Linked DNA regions of Mus musculus: regions 1, 2 and 4 are each linked to region 3. The links are chromatin contacts, called in public Hi-C, HiChIP or PLAC-seq and promoter capture Hi-C maps. All regions are on one chromosome and are shown on one strand. The core of a region is the stretch at or near the end of the contact, and the rest is flanking DNA. Distances in the headings are between cores, read along the strand shown. Region 1 has its middle 23 kb from the start of Rit1. Region 2 holds the start of Rit1 (Ras-like without CAAX 1). Region 3 holds the start of Ssr2 (signal sequence receptor, beta). Region 4 holds the start of Syt11 (synaptotagmin XI).

The links. Promoter capture Hi-C pulls out the DNA fragments that hold promoters and counts their contacts. Hi-C and Micro-C count contacts between places; a contact is called where the count stands out from the background. HiChIP or PLAC-seq counts read pairs in DNA pulled down with a chosen protein or histone mark.
Region 1: a contact with region 3 is called in a Hi-C map of bone marrow-derived macrophages, with 23 read pairs. The contact joins the enhancer-like site here to the promoter of Ssr2 in region 3. A contact is called at or near these places in 11 of 39 promoter capture datasets (the 3T3-L1 cell line, 3T3-L1-derived adipocytes, the HPC-7 cell line and 7 more), 1 of 15 datasets of contacts at CTCF or cohesin (pro-B cells), 53 of 484 Hi-C or Micro-C datasets (B cells, the Ba/F3 cell line, the C2C12 cell line and 34 more), 11 of 115 datasets of contacts at active chromatin or transcription factors (the HPC-7 cell line, bone marrow-derived macrophages, embryonic stem cells and 7 more) and 5 of 9 other capture datasets (adipose tissue, embryonic stem cells, liver and 2 more).
Region 2: a promoter capture Hi-C map of hippocampal neurons shows a contact between it and region 3, with 4 times the contacts expected there. The contact joins the promoter of Rit1 here to the promoter of Ssr2 in region 3. A contact is called at or near these places in 15 of 39 promoter capture datasets (the 3T3-L1 cell line, 3T3-L1-derived adipocytes, the C10 cell line and 10 more), 5 of 484 Hi-C or Micro-C datasets (B cells, the P5424 cell line, Th2 cells and 2 more), 8 of 115 datasets of contacts at active chromatin or transcription factors (the SCID.adh cell line, effector CD8 T cells, embryonic stem cells and 3 more) and 5 of 9 other capture datasets (adipose tissue, embryonic stem cells, liver and 2 more).
Region 4: an H3K27ac HiChIP or PLAC-seq map of microglia shows a contact between it and region 3, with 6 times the contacts expected there. The contact joins the promoter of Syt11 here to the promoter of Ssr2 in region 3. A contact is called at or near these places in 2 of 39 promoter capture datasets (hippocampal neurons and stem cell-derived epiblast-like cells), 1 of 484 Hi-C or Micro-C datasets (bone marrow-derived macrophages), 4 of 115 datasets of contacts at active chromatin or transcription factors (embryonic stem cells and microglia) and 2 of 9 other capture datasets (adipose tissue and liver).

The regions. Positions count from the first base shown.
Region 1 is chr3:88,738,428-88,741,526 of GRCm38.p6, reverse strand. No RefSeq gene overlaps it. Among named protein-coding and RNA genes, the nearest start is that of Rit1, 23 kb to the right of the region's middle. Within about 2 kb of position 1,441, at least 9 of the 459 cell types and tissues checked have an H3K27ac peak or open chromatin away from gene starts, as enhancers often do. A contact at or near this core is called in bone marrow-derived macrophages, where this site is marked.
Region 2 is chr3:88,715,421-88,718,901 of GRCm38.p6, reverse strand. Rit1 (Ras-like without CAAX 1) reads right to left here and starts at 2,048. Exons shown (of 6, transcript NM_009069.4): 1 at 1,945-2,048; 2 at 1,432-1,576; 3 at 1,244-1,300. The coding sequence starts at 1,537.
Region 3 is chr3:88,578,313-88,581,370 of GRCm38.p6, reverse strand. It overlaps Ssr2 (signal sequence receptor, beta), which reads right to left and starts at 1,763. Exons shown (of 6, transcript NM_001356317.1): 1 at 1,685-1,763; 2 at 1,337-1,491; 3 at 299-397. The coding sequence starts at 1,491.
Region 4 is chr3:88,770,633-88,774,022 of GRCm38.p6, reverse strand. It overlaps Syt11 (synaptotagmin XI), which reads left to right and starts at 1,424. Exons shown (of 4, transcript NM_018804.3): 1 at 1,424-1,732. The coding sequence starts at 1,699.

The sequences.
Region 1 (3,099 bases), core at 192-2,691, 160 kb before region 3:
CAGAGTAAATTGCAAATCATAACAGAATAAGGCACATTGAATTTTTCCAGGTGCAAAAGGAGTGACTTCAAAAGGAACCAGATGAATGTTTAACACTAGAGATTAGCACAGATGCAAGGGGAGTGATGTCAAAGGGAATTTGTAGGGACCAGATAAATGTTTACACTAGAGATTAGCACCTTCTGCCAGGCAAGAGTTTTACACTTAGTGTTAATAGCACCAGGGTTGTTAACTCTTGACACGCCTCAAGAATAATGTAGTGTCACTGACCCCGAAATTCTCTAGGCCTTGTTTAATTATCTTGTCTGAAGGATCCTCATTACTAGGATAGTGTATTAACTTACTCTTGGTATGGAATGTAGTTTGTAATGAAATTTTTATCTTAGTGAGAATTTTAGTCTCTTACTATAGACAACTGAGTTAATGGCTATGATTTTATTGTAGTGCTTAATTAGTTACTGAATAGGTTAAACTCCTTGCTGCTAACTGGAATTTTGGAACACTGGGAAAGGCTTTAGCTAATTCAGGATACAATCTTAAAAGGCATTTACAATAAGGTAATACTAAATAAAGAGCACGTGGATCCATACACTAGACTAATGCGGGAATGGAAAAATTAATTTTATGGTTTATATAGATTAGGGAGAAAATGCCAGACCCCGGGAAGGGGGTTTCCTTGAAACTCTTTGCTTCATGAACCAGCTTCCCAGCTTTCGCTTTGTCAAGCTGACTCCACCAGAGTGCCGTGACACAAAACAACTGACTTTCCAAAGAACCCTTAAGTTTCCACTTCAGCAGTCTTGCTCTATATTCTATATTCCAGGCTGGTCTGTAACTCACAGTGATCCTCTCACCTTGGCTTTCTGAATCCTGAGGTTACAGCTGGGGAAAATCCCACCTCCTTTTGTTCTTATTTTATTTTCTATTAATTAATTAATTTATAGATTATGTTCTCATTATATAGCCCTGGCTGTCCTGGGACTCTCTATGCAGAATAGGCTGACCTCCAACTCATAGAAATCCTCCTGCTTCTGCTTCTGCCTCCTGAGTACTGGAATTAAAGGTGTGTGTCACCATGCTAATTTTTTTCTAAATATTAATTTTTAAAAAAAGATTTTATTACCTATTATCTATACAGTGTTCTGCCTGTGTGTAGGCCTGCAGGCCAGAAGAGGGCACCAGATCTCATTATAGTTACAAGCCACCACATGGTTGCTGAGACTTGAACTCGGTACCTCTGAAAGGACAGCCAGTGCTCTTAGGCTCTGCGCCATCTCTCCAACCCACCAACTATTTTTTTTTTTAAGGACTGGGTGTTGGCGCTAGAGAGATGGCTCAGCAGTTAAGATCAGTTGTTGCTCTTGCAGAGGATCTGGGTTCAACCACCCATATCCCAGTTTCAGAAGATCCAACATCCTCTTTTGACCTTTGTGGGCACCAGGCACTCTCATGATACAGTCATACACTTGGGAGAAATAGGCAAGGGGATGCTATGAGCTGTCCTCGGCTAGCCTGAGATACAGAATGAGAAGTGAGACTCATCTCTCACAAACATGGCATCCAATTACATAAAGAGGACTGGGTATAGTGTGACAGACTTTTCCTGGGAGATACACAACATACTCACCCAAATAAGGAGCCTACTATACCACTACCAAAGTCCAGGTTGGTGAATCAAAGAATTTTATTCTGGGATTACCTAAGGAGATATGGGTAAGGGATAACTTAACAAGAGCAGAAATGACTGAAAGACAGCTGCATCATCAAAGTCCACCCCAACATGAGAGACAGCTCATGGGTGAAAGCTGGGGACCTGGAGCACAGTGCAGGTGAGCTCTCAGCTAGCCTGAGCTACAGAACAAGAAATAAGACCCATCTCACAAAACCAACAACTAACTCCCAGAGTGATTTCTCCTCTCCTCAAACAAGGTGACATCCCCTAAGTAATTTCTTCAAGGTTAATATCAATTTTCCTTATAGTCCTGGGCTGGACCAATCTCTGTCATAGGGATTTCTGAATCAATTTTGAAAGAGAGGAGGGGTCATTGTGGCTGAAGGACTGCCCTGAGGAGATGTCGAGTCCTTGGGGAAGTAAGCACTGGTGCTGGAGAGGAACAGTGTGTCCCCGGGGTGGGCATGCATGATTGCGGGACACAACCTTGTTTCTTCCTGGACCTCCTGCCTCCCCCCTCGGGATACTTTTCTTGCCCATTCCTTGCCAAAGCCTTCCTAGGAAAGCCCCGACCTGGTCTCAGTGGCGTGCTGACGCTTGTGACTGACAGAGGCAAGCAGCTACTGCGTCAGTCAAAGCCTCAAGAACAGTGGCTTCTGACATGCAAACAGCTCTTCCCCTACTCCACTCTCCTGTTTTGGAGATGGGAGTCTCATTGCAGCAAAGCCAGCCTCTGCTTTGAACCCCTGTCCTTCCTGAGTGCCGGGGCTGCTGGCTTCTTCTGTCCCATGGCCTGGCAGCTATTTTTCTAAAAACAATTTTGAGCACAAAGACTTATAAAATTGATTGCCTCTGTATTTGCAGTCCCAGCACAGGTAAAGTGCTGTCATCTGTGTGCCAACATACACATGGGGAGATTCATGGACAACTTTTGGAAGTTGGTTCTTCTATGTATTTTGTCTGCATCTGTGCACTGTGTATGTGCAGTGCCCGAGGAAGCCAGAAGAGGGCACTGGACCCCTGGAATTGGAGTTCAGAGGGTGGTGAACAGCAATGTGCGGAAAGGATACTGAATTTGGTTCCTCTGAAAGAGTAGCCTCCTAACCTCTGACGCATCTCTCCAGCTCCAGGGAGCTGGTTGTCCCTACCACATAGCAGAAACCTAACTCAAGTTGTCAGGCTTGGCAGGAAGTGCCTTTATCACCAAGCTGGCCTTGTATTTTTCAACCATTTTAATGGTGGAGATTTAAGATACAAACAAACCCTAATGGTGAGATGTGGGAAGCCGTTGCAGAGTGGCAGTTACAGAGTGGCAGTTACAGAGTGGCAGTTGCAGAGTGGCAGTTGGCTACTGCTGGCCACCACGCATAAGTTTGGACAAACAACCAATGTGTACATATGCAGTAAAGTTTTTTGCAAAGACACTG
Region 2 (3,481 bases), core at 799-3,298, 140 kb before region 3:
AAGTAGCCGGGCAGTGGTGGCGCACGCCTTTAATCCCAGCACTTGGGAGGCAGAGGCAGGCGGATTTCTGAGTTTGAGGACAGCCAGGGCTACAGAGAGAAACCCTGTTTTTGAAAACAAAAACAAAAACAAAAGACTAGAAGTATTTCTAGTTTTCCCAACCCCACAGATGTATGTGCTGAATAAAATGAGCATAGGCAGAGATCAGCTGGCTTTTGTTTGTGTTTTGACAGAGGATCTTACCATTACTCTTGGCCAACCTTTATGCCACCAAGCCTGGTGCTGAATGCACACTCCTCCTGCTTTTGCTTCCCAAGTGCTGGCATTACAGATGTCTGTCATCACTCCCAGCTAATGGCAGAGCTTTGTGCCCTCCTCAGCCCAACATTTCTTTAAGATAATCACTCAGAATCAAAACTGCTTCCTTATGATTTTGTAACATTTCAGTCTATAGCAGATAGCAGCTAATAACAACAATATAATCCACGAACTACAGAACTGGGCATGGGGTTCATGCCTCTACTCTCAGACTAAGCAGAAGGAGTGTTACGAGTTCAAGGCTAGCTTAGGCTTTGACCTGTTATCAAGGAAGACAATAACACAACTTAAAACAAGAGAAAACAAGGCTGGGGATGTGGCAGAGCCCTTGCATGGTATGCTCGGCTAGAGTCTCAGGTTCCATCCCCAGGTGGGGGTGTCAGGGAGACAGATTTACCCCACTAGCATTCCACCAACCTATGACAGCCAAAGATGACAAAGACACAGGAGAAGACAGTACTATATAATGAGCTGCAAGGATAAGGAAATAAAGGAAGAGCTCTAAGTGGAAGATTGGTTCTAAGAGTTCAGCAGGCTGGCTCTACTTGTTTTTCTGCTTCCTTTTGTGGAAGTTCAAACCAGCTGACTCATCCTTCAGGGTTAGTCTCATGTCAGACCCTGAACAGTGACAGCAAGAAAAGGTTTCATTGAGTGGTCGTTAAACTTTTCCTTTAATCTAACAATACATTATATGTCCTTAAATAAAAAAGACAGTTTGTCTACCAATGTAATCTGAAGACTAAAGATAGCATAAATGTGCATATGAAGTCTAAAATAAATACTCAAATGTTTATTCTGGTCTCTAAGTAAGTATGAATTACATACACAAACAAGCTTAGGATATAAATATTACTTTTTAAGCTCTAACTCTATTGAGATACTTTCCCAGGCTGTATCTGGAAATATAAACAAGGAGCTGACTTACCAATGGTGGGGTCATGGTCTTCTGGGAATCGGTGGCTGATGAACTGCATTGTCATGGCTTCAAAACAAGAGATGCAACTCAGGACACTGTGACCAGGAAGTATTTTAGCTATCAATTTTGCACAAGAGCCAGTAACCCATCTGGGTTGCTTTTCAAACGTTGTGTGGCAAACAGAAATGGTTACCTACCACTCTTCCCAACTCCACCGGCACCCAGCATCACTAGTTTGTATTCCCGGGAGAGTGCTGCAGGGCTGCTACAGCTGCTACCAATGGGGCGAGCTCCGGACTCCATTGTCCTCCGGGGCAGTCCTGGGCCCCTGGGAAAGGCCTCCTAGAGGAGAAGGCACAGAACATTCAATCCAGGATGGAAACAGTGGGCCACAGTGAGAGCCTCCTTCTTCCGTCCCCAAACACCATGGCCTACTCTGCTCATTGCAGAACGCTAAGAAGCCCTACATCCTCGCCCTTCACAATCAGTCTCAGTCCTAAAACAGATCATAGATGTCCAAACTTACTTTTTCCAGAAAACTAAAAAGAACTTAAAACTTCAGATTGAGGCAGCGTGCCAGTAGGAAGGAGCCGGATGAGTGCAGAGCGCTGCCTGACACTGTCACGTTCTTTCACGGTGGCCGTGGCTCCCCCACTTCACCACCTTTCCCGCCACCGTCACCCCCCCGCCCTGTTCACCTGAGCCTGTACCTCTGAAACCAGCTTTGAGGCCGGGTGGTAACCCGCGTTCCTTTCCCAGCTGCGCCCCACAGCCCAGGGCCCCGCCCGGGTCCTGGAAGATGGCGCCGGTGGGCGGGGCATGACCCTGAGCCCCGCCCCCACAGCTGACAGATACTCTGCTCCGCCCCGCGCCTAACTCTAACTCGCTAAGCCCTCTGGTCACATACGAATCTCAAGGCTTGCACTTACAAAAATGGATGTTATATTAATCGAACAGATACTTTTAAAGATTTATTAATTTATTATATGTAAGTACACTGTAGCTGTCTTCAGACACTCCAGAAGTGGATGTCAGATCTTGTTAAGATGGTTGTGAGCTACCATGTGGTTGCTGGAATTTGAACTCAGGACCTTTGGAAGAGCAGTGCTCTTAACACCTAAGCCATCTCTCCAGCCACGAACAGATACTTTTAAAGTGATTAACTTAGGGCTATTTGCTGCTGGTAGAGGGAAAATATCTGTCACCAGATGTACAGCACAACAAACCCACACCCCCTCAATCTTTCCAAAATACAGAATTACATTAGGGTAGGTATGGTACTTGCTACAAAGCAGCGCTTCATTTTCCAAAAACGCTGTTACATCAAAAGCTCTTGAAACCAAAACCAGATGATCGCGGTATCCAGTTATTCTAGTTAGAATTTTTTTTTTAAAGATTTATTTATTTATTATATATAAGTACACTGTAGCTGTCCTCAGATACTCCAGAAGAGGGCATCAGATTTCGTTACGGATGGTTGTGAGCCACCATGTGGTTGCTGGGATTTGAACTCGGGACCTTCGGAAGAGCAGGTGGCGCTCTTAACCACTGAGCCATCTCACCAGCCCTCTAGTTAGAATTTTAAATTTTAAAATTATTAAGACAAATACAAGTCAGATAGGATGCAAGCACATCCATATAAACCAAGCATTTGGAAGGTGTCTGTGCCAAGCAGTACAAGGGCCACCTTGGATACCAGCTAAATTCGACATTGGGTTACATGAAACCCTGTCTTAAAAGCAGAGCTCAGGAGAGATTATCAGTAGTTAAAAACACTCCTTGCGGGGGCTGGTGAGATGGCTCAGTGGGTAAGAGCACCCGACTGCTCTTCCGAAGGTCCAGAGTTCAAATCCCAGCAACCACATGGTGGCTCACAACCATCCGCAACAGGATCTGATTCCCTCTTCTGGAGTGTCTGAGGACAGCTACAGTGTACTTACATATATTAACAAAATAAATCTTTAAAAAAAAACAAAAAACACTTCTTGCTTCTGGATTCAGTCGCTAGCACCCACACAGTGGCCCACAACCATCCAGTTTCAGGGGATCCACAACCCTCTTCTGACCATTTGCAGGCATCAGGAATACAAATGGTGCACATATATACACATAAGCAAAAACATACATATGAATAAATACACCTTTTTAAAAAGCAGATAGCTTATGCCTTTAATTCCAGCACTCCAGAGGCAGGTGTGTATCTGTTTGTGACCAGCTTTAGACAAGACAGACAGAGAGGGTCTCTTT
Region 3 (3,058 bases), core at 514-3,013:
TACCCAATGTGTGTGAATACCCAGGTCTGTCTCCAGCAGTGCAAAGAAAAAAAGCACATTCAATATCCATTCATAGCCACAGATACCTTTATATGCCTGCATCTCCCTAATGGAGCTTGGGAGATACAGACAGCCTTACAGCCTGAAGGAAGAAGGCACACTCACTCAGCTGATACTTCATCCTCCCCAGATATATGACAAGAAACAGACCACACATCCAGTCTGTTTGCAGCCCCCTTGATGTTTTCCAGGCAATGTTCCTCCCCCAGCCCTCACCACCCATTAAAAAAAAGGATACGGGGCAATCCGGTCCCATTTGACATTGAGCATACCGGAGACAATGCCGAAGTCTTCTGGAGGGAAGGAATCGTCAGATAATTCCACATCTAATGCAGCGCTGGAAAGCAGAGGAAATAAAGAGTGAGGGACAGGGCTGGCGAGATGGCTCAGCAGTTAAGAGCTCCGACTGCTCTGCCGAAGGTCCTGAGTTCAAATCCCAGCAACCACATGGTAGCTCACAACCATCTGTAATGAAATCTGATGCCCTCTTCTGGAGTGTCTGAAGACAGCTATAGTGTACTTACATATAGTAAATAAGAGTGAGGGACATAAAACTAAGGGAACTGACTGGAAAATCCACCTGCTGGTCAAAAGAAACCCCCATAGTAAGTTGGGCCTGTTTTGAAGAATCCAGATCAAGGCCTGGATTCTGTTGCTCAGAAGTGAATTGCCAAAGGTAATCTTGCTCTAATTCTAGACAGGGGAAGTAAGATATAAATGGAAAAATATATAAAAGGAAAGAACAACAAAAAAGTGCTCATAGGAGCCAGCAGTGGTGGCCCATGCCTTTAATCCCAGCACTCGGGAAGCAGTGTGAGAGACAGACAGATGTCTGTGAGTTTGAGGCCAGCCTGGTCTAAGAGTGGACTCTTCGACAGCCAGTTAAGAAACTCGGCCTTGAAAAACAACAAACAACAAAAAAAGTGATTGTAAGTGAAAGAAGAAAGCTGGGAGTCCGCACCCGAGGTAAGAGGACAGATGTACACTCTGTGTCTGCATTTCCTTTTTCACAAGCTGAATTTATCCCTGCCTTTGAAAGCCTTCTGAGACCCCAAAGTGGTTTCTTGTAATTCACCTAAGGATGTCTTCACCTTCAAAAAGCACCCGACAAAGGTAAGCCCTCTAGTATATTCATTCATTCATTCATTCACTCACTCACACACTGCACTCGATACTGGAGGACTCCAAAAGAGAATTCACTCCCCAACAAAACGTTCTCTATGCCCACGTGGAAACTCGGAATTCAGAAGGAAGCTGGCGAACTCTAGGCCGTTACCTGGAGCCGACGTTGTAGATGTTATACTGCAGGGTCAGGTCCCTCCCTTCCACAGCGTATCTGTTGAGCAATGATTTGGAGGCCAAAAGCCTGGCTCCTTCTTCTGCTTGACTGACGGCTAACAGAGCCAACACCACAACCGCCAGCAGCCTCATCTTTGGAAAAAAGCAAAGTGAGCAATCGACCCAAGCATGGGAAACACTGCCAGCCAGGCAGCCTGTGCGGCGCCACACTCCAGCCCCGCCGCCAGGTCCGCAGCCGCGAGCCCAAGCCACAGCAGTGTGTACCGCGCTGCCGGCCAGGCGGGGTCAGCGGGGACCCCAGCGCTCTTGCGTCTCCCAGACTCACCGTGAGCACCCCAAACGCCTCCCTGGGCCACAGACAACCGGAAAACAACGTCAGCCTCCGAAAGACCGGAAACGGATCTGACCGGAAACCCTGATGTCCCTTCCTGTGCCTTATGGATGTTGTAGTTCTGAAACAAGCCCCACCTTCCCCTTTATGGCGGCTGATACCCCAAAGGAGTTGAGTTACCTAGAGTCCTTGACTCTTTCCTGTGTGTCCTCCAATTTCTTCTCATTAATGCTTACCCCATGGAAAACCCCTCTGTTTAAACTAAAACGAAATAAGCTGCATAGGCACAATTTCAAAGTTCAAAGAGTCGCCGACTTTGTTTTAAGGCTGAAGTAGCTGATATAGCCTTTCCTTGAATTCTTAGATTTCCAAGCTGCTAGTCACTGCCTTATGTAATTAGCACTTTATAGAGACTTCAGACAACTAGTAAACAGGGCCAGAGAGACCCCTCGGCAGGTAAAGGCACTTGCCACCATGCCTGCCCACCTGAGTTTGAATCCTTGGACCCATTTAATAGGGCACCGACAAGTTCTCCTCTGAACTCTACATGTGCACACACACATGTGCATAAACACATGAACATGTAAACATGCTTATAGCACATGTGCAGGAGAGTTCTTCCACATCCCTTCTGTAGCACTCTTACATCCAGGATGGGTTTACTCTGCACCTGCTCTGTGCTCTGGCACTACTATAGATGCTGGTGGGGTGATGAGAGAACCTTCTCCCACTGCGCCTGGCTCTCCTGGGACAGACACCCTATGCTTCTTTTTTTTCTTCTTTTTTTGAGACTGGCCTAGAACTCACAAGAGATCCCTTGGCTTCTATTGTCTAAGTGAAACTAGGATTAAAGGCATGTGTCACCATGCCTGTTGTGTTTATAAAAAGATAAGGAGAGGAAATGTGTTTGGTGGATGTGTGGTAAGGTGTGGGGTTAGGGAATGCCACCGCGGGCTCATGCTGAGGCATCCCTTCCCCCCACCCCCAGGGACTAGCCACAGGACAGTATAGTATAGAATAGTTTATTCAGGGCATGGGAAGAGGAGCTGAGAGTTAGGAGAGAGAGAGAGAGAGGGAGAAGTAGAGGCTGGCCATCAGCTCATGGAAAGAAAGAGTGGAGAGAGAGAGAGAGAAAGAGAGAGACAGAGACAGAGAGAGAGAGAAAGAGAGAGAGAGAGGAGGGGCAAGCAGCCCCTTTTATAGTGAGTCAGGCACACCTGGCTGTTGCCAGGTAACTGTGGGGTGGAGCTTAAACAAAATGCTAACAATGCCTAACCCTTTGATTGACCTACCCCCCATTTTTTGTGGGGAGGGGGTTCTTTATATACCTGAACTCTATGTAGATCAGGCTGGTCTTGAACTCTGAGA
Region 4 (3,390 bases), core at 175-2,674, 190 kb before region 3:
GTCTTTTGTAGTATAACCTTTAATTTCCAGTTATCTCTCTTTAGCCTCCAAATACCAGGTTAACTAAAAATGCAGTGGTCTTTTCCTTGCAAGTAGTATAAAAGCAGTTTCCCAATTGAGTATAATAATTTCAAAAATAAAAAGTTTTGAGTTTCAGTGATGATACAAATTATGCTTAGGAAAAATAATCAGGAAACTTTAAAAATCAATTCATTCATCTTTTCTAGTAGTTTCTCTAACTTAAAAAATACACTTTTTAGGCAGGGTGGTCTATGACTGTAACACTAGCATTTGGCAGGTGTTGAAAGGAGTTCAAGACCAGCCTGGACTACACAGTAAGTTCAAGGTCAGTCTGTATTACCCAAGACCCTGTCAATAAATGTAATTAAAATTACTCTTGACAGGCAGTGGTGGCTCAATAGGAGATTGTAATCCTATCAATAGGAGATTTCCAGTCCAGTATAGGCTACACAAATGAGTTGCAGAGCAGCCTGGTTGAGAGAGACTGTCTTTTTAAAAAATCACAACTTCTCTTCTCTTATGGGGGGGGGGGCGCATTAAGAAACCAAAAGCACTCTTTTGGTCACAGCTGGCCTGATCTTGGAATCAAAACCCAAACCCTACAAAGGAAAAGAAAGGTGACAGGCCATTAGCAGAGACAAAGGAATCTCCAACTGCGGAGAAAAGCCAGGTTCCGAGAAAGAGCCCCCACCTCGGCCACATGTTCCCATGTCCTCAATCTAAAGTCAGAGCCACCCGAGCATGTGCAGCAGGGTGAAGCGACTCATTATTATTATCATTATTATTATTATTATTATTTTGCATATTTTCTGGTGTTTTATACTCCAGAGTACTGGGTTTAAAAGCATGCACCACTACTGCCCAGCCGACTTTAAGTCTTTATTATTGTCTCTGCTTTTCTGAGATAGGTTCTTGTTATACACGTCAGACTGGCCTGAAACTCTTGATCCTTCTGCTTCTACCCAGGTTTCAATCTTTAGTCAGTTTCCATAAATGCCTTTACTGTTTCAGGAGTGCGCTAAAATAATAGCCATCAATACTGAAACAGTATAGAATTTTGCTTTTCTCAACTCCTCGGACCCAGAAGGTTCAGCTTCTAGCTATATAAACTCAGGCAACTAGAATTACAGCTTCAGAAGACGCTAAAGCGACTATCTTCCTGCCCTTCTGTATTTGGAGACCTATCCAAGACTGTCCTTGACTCTCCTTCCTCACCCACTTGAGTGCTATAGTCACAAGGATGTGCGACTGAGCTAGCTAAACACCTACACTTCTTAATGGGCTTTGAAATTTAGCCACAAACGCCCACAGCCTGTGAATGGGCGGAGACTCATCCTCGGAAAAACTCGGCAGTGGGCGGGGTCTTCTCTCGAAGAGCTTCCGGAATCTTTCGGGCAGAGGCGGAGTCTTCTGCCGAGGGCCGTTCGGGAAGAGGCGGAGCCTATCTCTCATCAGGACCAGTCTGACTGCACCTGCATCCTTAGCTCAGAGCATCCCTGGAGCATCTAAGAGGAAAGCGCAGCTAGCAACCAGGGATCGTACTGCAGGGGCAATCGGCCATGCACCTTCCCCTCCCCTGATCTGGAGGTCTACAGCCGCGGCCTCGGTACTGACCGAGATTCCCAAAGTTGTCTGACCTCTGCAAAAGTGTTTCTATCAACAGCCTCTGATTACAACATGGCTGAGATCACAAATATACGCCCCAGCTTTGGTAAGTAGAGCCTGACAAACTAATTTGGGGGCGATCAGTGCCGTTGCAATGCCAGATAGCTGAGGAATGGGCGGGGAGTGAAGTCCAAATGGGACCCTCTCATTGCCAGCCCAGCCAGAATAGGGCCTGAGGTCATGAGTAGAAGGCTGTGGAGAACCTCTGAATTTCAGCTGTGGGATGCAGGCTCTGGCAAGGGCAGAGTGCCACCGAGGATAGGTAGGTCCAGGATGCTAAAACCTTGATGGTAAACCCTTGATGGTGCACTGTCAGCACGTCTGGAGGTGAGAAATGGCAAGCTTGCGGAGGATGTGAACAACCCCCCCCCACCCCTCTTTCTGGAGGAAGAGAGGTGAGGTAGGCCGAGCCCTCCCCCTAGGGGCACGCAGGGCGGTGCCCCTTCCTCCCCCTCCTACTTCTGAGGGCTGCAGAAGAGGAAAGTGGCAAGGGGGATGGGACATCAAGATGGCAGCGTGGAGACTATGGGCTGTATGGCTGGAAGCCAAGGGAGGCGGAGGCCTCCAGGGAAAGCAGGGTGCGGGGGTGGGGAGCACAAATGAAGCCACTCCTTAAGCCGGTCAGAGGGTTGCTAGGGCTGGGGTAAAATGCTAGCCCTGCATGCTTCATTCTGCACCGTAATGGTGTAGTCCTTCGCGGTGTTACCAAATGGCGCTTGGCGCCGCCGGGCGGAGAGATGACGTGATGTCTATTTCTGAACCTCCTGGCAGTGCCTAGGCGCCCCTTCCGGGGCCTTTGTTCCCTGTTTTCCCGGTCTGGCTTTTCAAATAGGGGTACTCACCCGCGCTGGTGCTGGCCAGGGAGGCAATCCTGGCCTGGGGGAGGGGCTGGAGAGGCCCAGCCCGGGGGAGGCTGCTTTGTGTACCACAGAAAGCATTACGTCATCTCGGAGTGGCTGGTCTGCGACCTAGCCCTCTGGGTTCTCAGAGCACTTTTACACTCCCTGGGGCAGAAAGTGCTGTGGTAAATAGGTGGGAAAGAAAGCAAGAGAGGCTTGGCCAAGTCGTTTCCTCTTGGGGAACTCCTCCATAACGATCCAGGAGCGCAAACTTCTCATGCTGTGCTCCACACCACATAAATAAGTAAAATAAAATTGTCCTTCGATTGGAGGAATCAAGTAAGAGTTGTTGCAGAGCGAACCTAGAACCTTCATATTCCTTAAGAGAGTATATCCCTCAGACAATCCAGGTGTGAACATTAGGTTCCAAAATTTAGGGTAGAGACACAAGCCATCTTTAAAAAAATAAAATAAAAATGGCTTTCTCACTCCCAAGTAAGAGGCATATGTAACTGAACGGAACCCAATGTTCTCCACATAACAAGCCATCAGATCTCAGCGAAAGCATCCAGACAATGGATCTTCACACCCCTCAGCCCTTGTTCCCATTTGACCCCAAGGCTGGATCTTATGTATTTCTTCAGCTTTGCTCTCTGTCTCTATCCTTTAAGTCTTGAGTTTCCCAGACCGAAATCCATTTTGTGATCACATGAAAAACCCAGGATTTTCTTCACAATCTTTTGCTTCTCAAACTCTCTTCTTCCAGCAGCGTCCTTTCTCTAATTGCAAGTCTAGAGCCTTTTGAGAGTAGATGAAACAAAACCTAGACTTGTGGTTTCTTTACTTCCTGAGTTCAAGGCCAGTT